Regions from separate parts of the Rattus norvegicus genome. Here region 1 is linked to region 2. A link is a contact called in public Hi-C data. All regions are on one chromosome and are shown on one strand. Each heading gives the region's core, a stretch centred on a gene start, on an enhancer-like site or on the middle of the called end of the contact. The rest is flanking DNA. Distances are from core to core; before and after follow the strand shown.

The links. Hi-C and Micro-C count contacts between places; a contact is called where the count stands out from the background.
Region 1: a contact with region 2 is called in a Hi-C map of liver, with 3 times the contacts expected there. The contact joins two enhancer-like sites. A contact is called at or near these places in 3 of 12 Hi-C or Micro-C datasets (Schwann cells and liver).

Annotation. Positions count from the first base shown.
Region 1 is chr1:243,804,028-243,809,485 of GRCr8, forward strand. No RefSeq gene overlaps it. Among named protein-coding and RNA genes, the nearest start is that of Ppp1r3c, 72 kb to the right of the region's middle. Within about 2 kb of position 1,949, at least 8 of the 93 cell types and tissues checked have an H3K27ac peak or open chromatin away from gene starts, as enhancers often do. A contact at or near this core is called in liver, where this site is marked.
Region 2 is chr1:243,764,267-243,769,884 of GRCr8, forward strand. No RefSeq gene overlaps it. Among named protein-coding and RNA genes, the nearest start is that of Hectd2, 79 kb to the left of the region's middle. Within about 2 kb of position 3,970, at least 3 of the 93 cell types and tissues checked have an H3K27ac peak or open chromatin away from gene starts, as enhancers often do. A contact at or near this core is called in liver, where this site is marked.

The DNA.
Region 1 (5,458 bases), core at 699-3,198, 38 kb after region 2:
TCTTTCCATCTTCCTCTGAATAGGTTATCACTATGAACAATTTGGCCATGTTCTCTTATACTGGCATTTATACAAATATTTCTTAGTCTTTCACCATGGACATTTTGACTAAGATATTTCAATGCTGTAGGATGGTTGGCTGTATATCTAGTCTGACAGCCAAAGCAGCTTCATTGAAACATTGCCAAGTATCTCTAGGGGACAAATCTCACACACACACACACACACACACACACACACACACACACACACACACACACATACACAGGGTCGAGGGGTAGAGACAGGGATCAATGACTACAAACAGTTGATTGGCTATAAATTAAAATTCACATTCTTTGGTTCCTAGTCTTACATAAGCTTTGTCCAGTCGTTTGCTTGTTTGTTTTTTTTTAACTTCAGCCATCAAATGTTTATTGAGTAACTATAGACTGGTAACTGTGATGTTGATGCAAAACAAACAAACAAACAAACAAACAAACAAACACTCCCACAACTTTCACAGATTTGAGTGATCCTGGCCCTAGAATGTGGGTTCAGGTTGCTGTAGAAAACTCGTTCTCCTGTGGAAGTGCTTGTAAGAGAGCCTGTTAGCTAGCTAACACAGAAAGTCACAGATCCATCGTTTACTGAATACACTGGTAGAGCCACAGATCGATGTGTAAAGGCAGAGTGGAGCACACTCTGCTATAGGTCTGATGACTTCTTGGCTTTTGGATTGGGGGAAGCTCGAGGTCTGCTAAAAATACTTGCAAAGCTTTGATAGCTACCAGGGTGTTGGGTTGGGAACAGGATAGTGGTGAGTTGCTTTCAAAGGGGACTAAAAATAGCCCAGGATAAATCAGCTCTGGTCTATATTTAACACCCTATAATGATGAAATTCAGTCACTTGGTCCTGTAGAATTTTTAACACCTCTTAATTCCCTTTTTTCTGGGCTATGCTGGCTAGGTTTATGTCAGCCTGACTCCATCTATAGTCATGTAGGAGGAGGTAACCTCCACTGAAGAAATGGTCCCCACCAGAGTGGCCTGTAGTCAAGTCTATGGAGCAGTTTCTTGATTGGTAATTGACAAGGGTTGGGGGCACAGATCGAGGTGGGCTGTGTCACCTCTGGGAAGGCAATTGTGGATAATACAAGAAAACAGACTGGGCAAGGCATGCAGAGCAAGCCAGTAAGCATCGTCCTTCCATGGCCTCTGATTCAGTTCCTGCTTCCACATCCCTGCCCTTCCTCCCCGGATGATGGAGGGATGCTGTAACCTGAAATAAACCCTTTCCTCACCTTCAAGTCATTTTTGATCATCATGTTTTTCATGGCACTAGAAACCCTAGCTAAGACAACACTAATAGGTATATTTTAAGTCAATAATTATAATGTAACATCTACTTCCCAGTCTCTCTCTCTCTCTCTCTCTCTCTCTCTCTCTCTCTCTCACACACACACACACACACACACACACACACACGCATGCACACAAAAGGAAGGGGTAATCCTAGTTTTTATCTGATTACTTGTCTTCTATAAACACACCAGTCTCATCTCAAACAGCTTCATTACACCTCCATACTGCCCTGAGAGAGGGGAGAGAGAAAGAGAGAGAGAGAGAGAGAGAGAGAGAGAGAGAGTGTCACTTGGTGTCCTTGGTCTTCCTTGGAGTGAACCACTAAAGTACACACCATCCAAAGACTCCAAGTCCTCTCTAACCCTATACCAGCAGCACAAATGCCAGCCCTCAGAAAGGAATGCTTAAGCTCTTTGTGGGTGTCCATATCCTAGCTGTAATTAACCCCAGTCCTGCCCAGCTGCTCTCAGTCCTCTTTACCCAAACTGGTCTTCAAGCATATTCTGTGGCCAGCCTCAAATCAGGTTGCTGGCACAGTCCCTGGGTATTGACCTATTCAAAGATTATAAGTGAGCAAACAGAAGCATGTTAATTTTTAATTTCACTTTGATTGATCAGACTTCCTCTTTGTCCTCTAACAAGACACACACAACAGCCCTTGCCCTACATTGAAAGTCCACTGATTCGGCCATCCTGGCTTTTCAACACAGCACTCATTTTGGTTTGGCTGCTGCCATTTTAGAGAATTAGGGAGTTTCTGAGTTGAGCATCTACACTGAACAGCTTAATATTCTTAATGAAAGCGGAATACACAGGGCAGAGAGATATGAGGCTTGGGCTTTGGAGCAGAGATGAGGAGTGCCTTCTAACAGAGACTGAGCATTTCCACCACCCCTAGTTTAGAATATGACACTGCCAATCTCAGACACCCTCACATCCACATCGGAGGGTGATTTTAACACCCTGCAACACCAGGCAAAAACCTGCTGAGATGTATCCATTCCCTCACACAAGAGCTCCACTGTCTGTCGAGCCCTTAGGTTCACATAACTGTCACACCATGCTGGGAGGTAATTGTCAGCTTCCTCACTTAAGTGGAGAGCCAGCCATCATTTTTTTTTCCTTTTTGAGGCTGAAGTGGTTTGGGTATGAAAGCCACATTTAGCCCAAGTCAGGAAAGGCAACAGGAGCATTTTCCTCATCTGGAGGGAATACCGGCTTCTGTGATCATCTATTTGTCTGCCCTGACACTAACTGCAGAGAAAGAAAATAATTCTAAAGCTGCCCTTTGCAACCTGGAGCCATTTCTCTGTTGGAGATGTCTTTCTAAACCGAAATAAGAAGTACAGTCGGGGCCTAAGTGCGACTTAAATGCTGGAGACCCACTGAGCAGAGATTCAGTCAGCCATTTTAAATAATACACTCCAGAACTGACTAGACGTCTGTGTGTGCGCGCACACACACACACACACACACACACACACACACACACACACACGCACGCAAGCACGCATTCGTGCTTTATTCTTTTTTTTTTTCCGGAGCTGGGGACGGAACCCAGGGCCTTGTGCTTGCTAGGCAAGCGCTCTACCACTGAGCTAAATCCCCAACCCCGCATGCTTTATTCAAAGATATTAGCAAGTGACTGAAAAAGAGGGTGGAGAGGTTGTGTTCAATGCATAGAGGAGAATCCGCCCCATTATGCAAGCGTCACAGAACTTGAAGATTGAAAGGAAGCTAAGAAATCAGTAAACTGGGGCCTGCAACCTTTCTCTGAGGAGCTTGTTCTCAATTCCCCTAAATTTTATGATCACAAAGACATAACTCATTCTTAGTGTAGTGGGAGAGAATGGGTTCGGTTTTCCTGAGCACGCGATGCTATCATCTACCAGTTCTGAGATTTCCTGGGCCTGCCATTGCTGCGGTGACATTTCTGTGGAGAAGCAGCCCCACGGTGTCTCCCTCCCAGTGGCCATACCTGTTAGGGAAGTGCCTCATAAATGCTGTCTTCCTCCTGGATAGTTGCAAGGTTCATCTCCAGAGTAAATTCTGAAAACTAACCTTCGCTGTAAGAAACGCCGTCCGTGACCTCCGTATCGTCCAGGCTATGGGGCGACTGGGACCCAGTAAGGACTGTGATGCTTCAAGGTTTTGCATATGCAGGGAAGAAGCAGCAGCTATTAGGCGCTGCAATGAAAGGCTTCTCCATCACCATTGTCTCTGAGGCTTATGTAAGACAGTGATTCTTCATGACTAAACGCAGCCAGCCGAGTCTGTCCTCTCAGAGGCTTGGTGAGCACTAACTTCCTCAAGCTGCAATGGTTTTAGGTTTTCCAAACTTAACTACACGGTCCTCTCGTGCCTGTTCCTCAAAGAGGGAGAAAGTCCGATAATGTTTCTCTCTGAAATCCCTACAGGGCTTCTGCGTACATTTTACTAATTTTGATTGACTCACTGATTGAACAAGTGTTTGCTGAACACGGCCTATCCTTCGGGACCAGGCACAGGAGATGTAAAGTTAAGTGAGTCCTAAGCCCCCAGCAGCCTCCAAACCAGAGCATTCTATACTGATCTGCTTTGTAACAATTTTCAATATCCTGGGCCCATGATTATAACAGAAGGACTAGTTAATATGGAACACTGTTAGAGCCCACTCCTGCTGCTACAGTTAATTTCACAGGTGACAGATCTAGCCACCGATTTGGTCACAGCTTTGGTCAAGTCAGAGTCTAGCTTTTGTCTCCTCTTGGAAGGATGGTAGAGAACAGTCTCCTACCTCTCCACAGAACTACTAGCAAGGCTGAAAGTGTCTTCCATGAGAAAACCTGGGCTGCATCTCTGAGAAGAAAACAGCCCAGTGAGTTCAGCAAAACTTCAACCCTACAGACGTCTACAGGCCAACTTCCCTGTGGCCAGCTGAGTAGTCAGGATCAATTAATATTGTGGGATTTCCTTATTTTATAAAGACTGGGACACTGTTGTTTTTAAATGGGAAAGAGAAGTCAAAGAACGCTCCAAGGGAAAGATGTCTTTGCAGACAGTGAGAGAAAGCCTGGACACCAGTGACATTTGCCCCAGGCTCAGAGAGCCACACAGGCTTCCAAGTGTGGATCCAGGAGAAGAAGTCAGTGGAGCTTAGTGGCTACAGAGGACTTGGCCTCAGCCTCTCCCCCGCACTGGTGCTAGGCAAACTTATTGGCCAGGCTTGGAAATGAATGGAATGCTCATAGCCTGGCCAACCTGGGCCCTAAGACCTGGAGCATTCCTGCAAATTGCCTTTCTGCACATCACATGCATGCTGAAATTCCTCATAGGATAGCAAAGTTTAGCTGGGGGATAGGAGAGTGGGAGAGGTGTCATATGCTCGGAATGATTCATCACCAAGGTTAACAGAGAACAGGAAAGGGACAAGCCTTAGGATTTAGGTCACTAGTTCTTTGGAGTAACCTTTGGAGGTTAGAAGTAGGATCATTGGTTAACTTAGGGTCAATCAGGTTATTGAGAGAAAAGACTTATCTGGACTGAAGATTTTGAAGGTTTCAGTCCATGACCAATGGGTCCCGTTGCTTTTGAGTGTGTGCAAAAGTAACCCACTATGGCAAGGACTTTAACAAAGCAAAACCCATCCCCCGTGGCTAAAGAAGCCAGAGTGACCAGAGTCTTCTCCCTTTCAAGGACACACTCCCATCGACCCAAAGACCTTCCACTAAGCCCCACATCTTAAACATTCTGCCGGCTCCTAATAATGTCACTGTAGAGACCAAACCTTTCGCACGTGGGATGTCAGAGAAAATTTCAGATCCAAACAATACCACTGCCCCAGTGTGAAAGAATTAGGGAGCCTCCCATTAGAGAGTATCCTGGTAACACCATCACTGAAGAGCTAACCAAGAATTAAAACAATCACCAAGATCTCTTGGAGGGTACAGGTCAGCTCACACCATGCTCCGATGGGCTCATTCTGAGCACAGGGAAAGCTGTAGCCCAGCTCTCCTTTGATTGACGGGTTCTACCGAGTTCCCTCTGGTCCCAAGTTGGCTGGGTTTCAGTTGCTGTTAGAAAACAGTCTGACTAGGTTGCTGAGGACGCTCCCCAAAACATTACAAACTACTGC
Region 2 (5,618 bases), core at 2,720-5,219:
CTTCCCAGCACCATCTCTGCAGTGCACCTGCCCCCACCCACCCACCCCCGCCGCAGTCCTGAGAAATGTAGGTCAATTATTCAGTAACCCGTTTGTTTACTTTAGAAAACCCTCGGTATATTTGATAAAAGAAAATAGGACAGTCCCTATTTCTCAGGGTTGAATTCAGACCTTTCAAAAGAGAAAGGCAAATAAGCCCCTCCCCCAACTGGAGATTCCCGGGGGGGGGGGGGGCAGGGGGAGGGGACAGAGCTGGGTCACCGAACTGTAAACAACAGGATTGCCATTAAAGCCAAGGTGGGAATCCCAAAGCCATGTTCTTCTATGGCTGCACATAGCCAGGGGATGAGTTTGGTTGTCATTCCTACGTTCTTGACCGGAGCTTGTGAAAGAGCACCAGAGCCCAGAAGAACAGTAACGGCCACACCCAGGCCCCACTTTATTTTGGCCTGGGACATTAAAGACCCTTGGGCTCTCCTATTATGAAGCCCCCATTCCTCTGTGTTAGCAGTCTCCTGGGAAATTTGTTCGACAGCCTCCAGTGCAGCCTCGTGCAATCAGACTATTCTTTTAACAGAAGGCGATATGACTGAGGAGCTCCGGGGAAGACTGTCGGTCTAGACAAGTGCTAGCATCTTCCAAAATCACCAGGAGTAGTCTCCTCACTCACCATGCAGGGATGCACATGCAGAGAAGCCTGAGGTACACACAGCTCAGGAGAGGAAGATTCAGGCACTGCCCCAGGACTCACCAGAGAGCAGAAGCTTGCCCAGAAAGGCAGCTCAGCCAGCACTGAGACTGGAGGCACTAACGGCCTCTTCTACTTAGACACCCTGGAGTAGCTACGGCGGTCACACTCTCACCCAATCAGGACAGACATCCAGCAGAGAGTGGTGGGTAGCCCAACTCCAGGGAGCAGTGCACGCTGCTATGTGACACCCGAGGGCCCATGTGACAAGGACAGACTTAAGCAGCAAAGCCCGAGCCTGGAAGTCATTAAGCTGTCACTAATGAGTTCCTGTGAGCATCAAGGACTTCATGAGGAAGTTCACAAAGGACAAAGGTGATCTCACAGCCACTCAGATCCAAGACTCTCTGGCTGACTTCTTTGGGGAATGGATGCATTTCGCAGCATCAGATTTTCAGTGTCACCAGCCATGAGGTGTCAGGCCATCATCTCCTGTGTCAGTCGCTTCTCACTGCTGGGACAAAATGCCAGAACAGTCCTACTTCGGGGAGGAAGGGGTCATTTGGGCTTGTGGTTTCAGAGTTTTAGTCCACAGCCATCTGGTTCTATGGCTTTTAAGCCTGTGCTAAGGCAGAAACCTCATGGCAGAAGGGCATAGTAGGAGGAAGCCGCTCTCCTTGTGTCATCCAGGGAGCAAAGAGACAGGAAGGTACCCGGAACGAAGCATGTCAGGGCACAGCTCCAAGCTTGTAGCAGCCCTCAGTGGCACAGCCACGTTAGGCATCCATCGAGAAACTAATCCATGATGGAATTAGAGCCCTCAGGATCCAATCACTTCCCTTGAATCAAGCATGTGGAATCAAACCGCCCACCCACAAGTTGGGGCCAGGGATTCAAACTCAAACCATCACACGTGCTGTGGATGTTGCCGCCTTCCTCGCACCTGCTTGAGGAGCTCTCCATGGAGGGAGCAGAGCTTGGCAGGAGCTAAGCTAGAGCAGGATGCTAGGCAGGAACAGCCAAGGGTATGTATGTGAGGGAGAAGAGGGATCCAGAGAAACTTACACAGCTAGTTCACTTGGGAGCATCCCAGGGGGCTGGGCAGAGAGGGCAAGTCAATGGAGCTGCTCTCAAAGGGCATCTAGACGAAGGGTTTAGAGGCCAACACTTTGATTCCCTTTTGGAGTCTGGGTTTTTAATATCTGGAGTCTGAATTTATCCATGGGAAATATGCCAGGGACCTAGTGCCCAGTGTCTTAAACTGTGGGTCATGTCATTGATTGGGGGAATGGGGGTTGAAAAGTTTGACAAATTAAAAGTTTTCTGAGGGCACAATGAACAAAAATTCAAAATCAAAGGCCTACGGAGTCTGAAGTGTTTCTGGAAGCCCTCGTGGATAGTTTCCCATGATTCCACTGCAGGCTTTCCCCTGAGCACACAAGTGAACTTCGGACAGCACATGCGGTCACACCACAGAGTACCAACAAACCAGAGAGTGCCAACAAATGCCTGAAGCACCCGGGCTCAGCCGCAAGATTACGGCACGTCAGGAACTGCTGCGTTTTGGGGACATGTATGGAACATGTAGGAAGTTTTCTGCACCTACAGAAACATAATGGTGTAATTACAGAAAACAAAGATTTTTTTCATCTTCCCTATCATTGTTCCTTGATGTGTATCAAGTTGGCATCTCTTTGGATCGCATTGTGCGACAACTTTTTATTGGACCAGCAAGACAGCTCATTGGATGAAGGCATTTACCACCAAGGCTACTGACCTTCATTTGACCTCCCAGAACCCACTTGGTGGAAGGGGAGAACTGACCTCCACAATTATTTCCTAGTTTATGGATCCCCACGCCCCTCCCCACACATTCACACAGATACCCACACACCAAATTATTTTAGTAATGTTTTCTAGCTTCCTCAAATAGCATCCTGTAATGTTTTACTCGTGTTTTATGTTAGCTTGCAGAGTAATGGACTTTATCCAGGCATTTTTTATACAAACCTGGTTCTTGCCCGCCCTGCCCCCATCCTTCTCTGCTTCTGCCCCCCATCCCTCTCACTGCCCCCACCACATTCTGCTAGAATTTTTAAATTGACGTTTGAGTTGCTAACTTAATTTTCACTTACAAATTATTAAATAAATTTTATCTTAGGATTAGGATATAATTTTCAACGCTTTCTGAAATGGCTCTGAACTTACTTCTCCCAGTTTTACTGCTACATTGTATAAATTAGACTTCTCGGCATTGACTACTACAAATAAAAAATATTAACTGAAAATGATTGAAGCTGTCTGTCTCCTACAGCACCAAGTACTGTCAGGACTTCATATTTTATATAAAATAACGACATTCAACTCATTAATATGCACATGATTTATTATCAGTAAATGTTTAATTTTCATACCTACTTTATGTACCCATGTGCTTGGGGTGTATAAGCCTTTCTTAGACCAAAAAGGGTCATGATGGGGACAATTAAGAATCCCTGTTCTGGTGAGTGTCCAAAACCTCAGACAAAGTACCCAAACTTACACTGGTTTTTCTTTAACAAATCAAGAACTTTCAGAGAAAACACTTTTAAAAATATTTTTAAATGAAAATTGAGAGCTTCTCTTTGGCATAACCAAGTTGCCAGCATCCCTGTGTGTGCAGCTTGGGCTCACTCTTAAGTAAAATAAGAGTTTCTTGAATGCTGGCACTGTGTGCTGCTGCACTGGGTGTAACATCAGCGAGGGGCCACTGTGTAATAATGAGCAGATAGTGTATACAGAGTGGATACACTGGGAAGGGGGATGATTCCCATCCTGGGAAGGACAGGACGGAAGGGCAGGCTACTTCTCAGTGGTACACACAGCATAACTCAGTGAGCTCAGAAGGCTTCCTTTGGAATGGAGGTGAGGGGCTCAGAGTCATCTGCCCTCTGGCTTGCAGTTCCGCCTCAAGTCTCTTTATAGACTCATGGAGCCTCCAAATCTCTATGAAATAGAAAAGAAAATTGCTGACCAAACTGCCCTGGTCAACATACAACTTTCCAGGAATCCAGGCATGGGAAGGGGAGGAGACTGGCCCGCCCATCACACAGCTGGCCAGGCCAACAATGGCTCCACGCTGGTTCTTCAGGTACATTGGCCTTTACCAAACCGCTCCTCCTCTTGTCAAGACTTCCTGGAGTCAACTCTCAGCAAAGCCTGCAGTTGTCACCCAGAGAGTTTGTAAGAGGGTTGGGCATCCTGGCACTCCAGTCAGGGTCACCTGGCAGTGCCTCAGCTGATCTGGATAGAAGTTGCCCTGCCCCACCCTTCCCTGTGGTTCTTTCTGTTTCTGCGTCTGCTCACAGGCTGATGCCTCTGTCCAAGCCTCCGTGTGGACAGAGGGTGTGAGGCCATGATCTTATGACATTTATGAAAGAGCAACCTAATAGGCAAGTGTGTGTGTGTGTGTGTATGTGTGTGTGTGTGTGTGTTATGGGGTGTGTGTATGGCATGTGTTGTGGTGTGTGTGTGTATGTGTGGTGTGTGTGTATGGTATGCGTGTTGTGTGTGTGTGTTGTGTGTGTGTTGTGTATGTGTGTGTGTATGTATATATGGTATGTGTGTCTGTGTCTGTGTATATGGTATGTGTGGTGTATGTGTGTTGTGTGTGTGTGTGTGTGTATGGTATGTGTGTTGTGTGTGTGTGTTGTGTGTGTGTGTGTTATGGGGTGTGTGTGTGTGTTATGGGGTGTGTGTATGGCATGTGTTGTGGTGTGTGTGTGTGTATGTGTGGTGTGTGTGTATGGTATGTGTGTTGTGTGTGTGTGTTGTGTGTGTTGTGTATGTGTGTGTGTGTATGTATATATGGTATGTGTGTCTGTGTCTGTGTCTGTGTATATGGTATGTGTGGTGTATGTGTGTTGCGTGTGTGTGTGTATGTATGGTATGTGTGTTGTGTGTGTGTGTTGTGTGTGTGTGTGTAATGGGGTGTGTGTATGGCATGTGTTGTGGTGTGTGTGTGTGTGTGTGTATGGTATGTGTGTTGTGTGTGTGTGTGTTATGGGGTGTGTGTATGGCATGTGTTGTGGTGTGTGTGTGTGTGTATGGTATGTGTGTTGTGTGTGTGTGTTGTGTGTGTGTGTTATGGGTGTGTGTGTATGGTATGTGTGTTGTGTGTGTGTGTTGTGTGTGTGTGTTATGGGGTGTGTGTATGGCATGTGTTGTGGTGTGTGTGTGTGTGTGTGGTGTGTGTGTATGTATATATGGTATGTGTGTCTGTGTCTGTGTCTGTGTATATGGTATGTGTGGTGTATGTGTGTATGTGTGTGTGGTATGTGTGGTGTGTGTGTGTGTGTGTGGTGTGTGTGTGTGTGTGTGGTGTGTGTGTGTGTTATGGGGTGTGTGTATGGCATGTGTTGTGGTGTGTGTGTGTGTGTATGTGTGGTGTGTGTGTATGGTATGTGTGTTGTGTGTGTGTTTGTTGTGTGTGTGTGTGTGTGTGTATTTGTGGGGGATCATCTATAAAGCAGCTAAAATCGTAGCAGTGAGCAGTTAGAGCCTCTTACATGGCTTCCCCCCTCCCCTGGTCCTTCCCAAGTCCTTGTTCAGGCAGTTAATTTCCAGAATGTTAGAGCAGGTACCACCCTTCTCTGACTGAGATGCTTATTCCAGTTCACACCCTCAACCAAGCTTCCAGGATCTTGCCCACATGATCTCAGCTCCCCCAGTTTAGCATGGGGTCCCGTGCAGCTCTAGACACCTCTCTGTTCCCTCGGCCTAGCGAGGCAGAAAACAGAGATGAGACGCAACCAGAGCCCTAGCCTTTCAGAGCTGGGACCATGCACTAGTTCTCCTAAAGCTCACGGCCATGCGTGTGGAGCCTCATGGAGAACTTTGGGGGTGGTTGTCTCTATGAGCAAAGGCTCAAAGGGATCAGAGGACAGAGAAA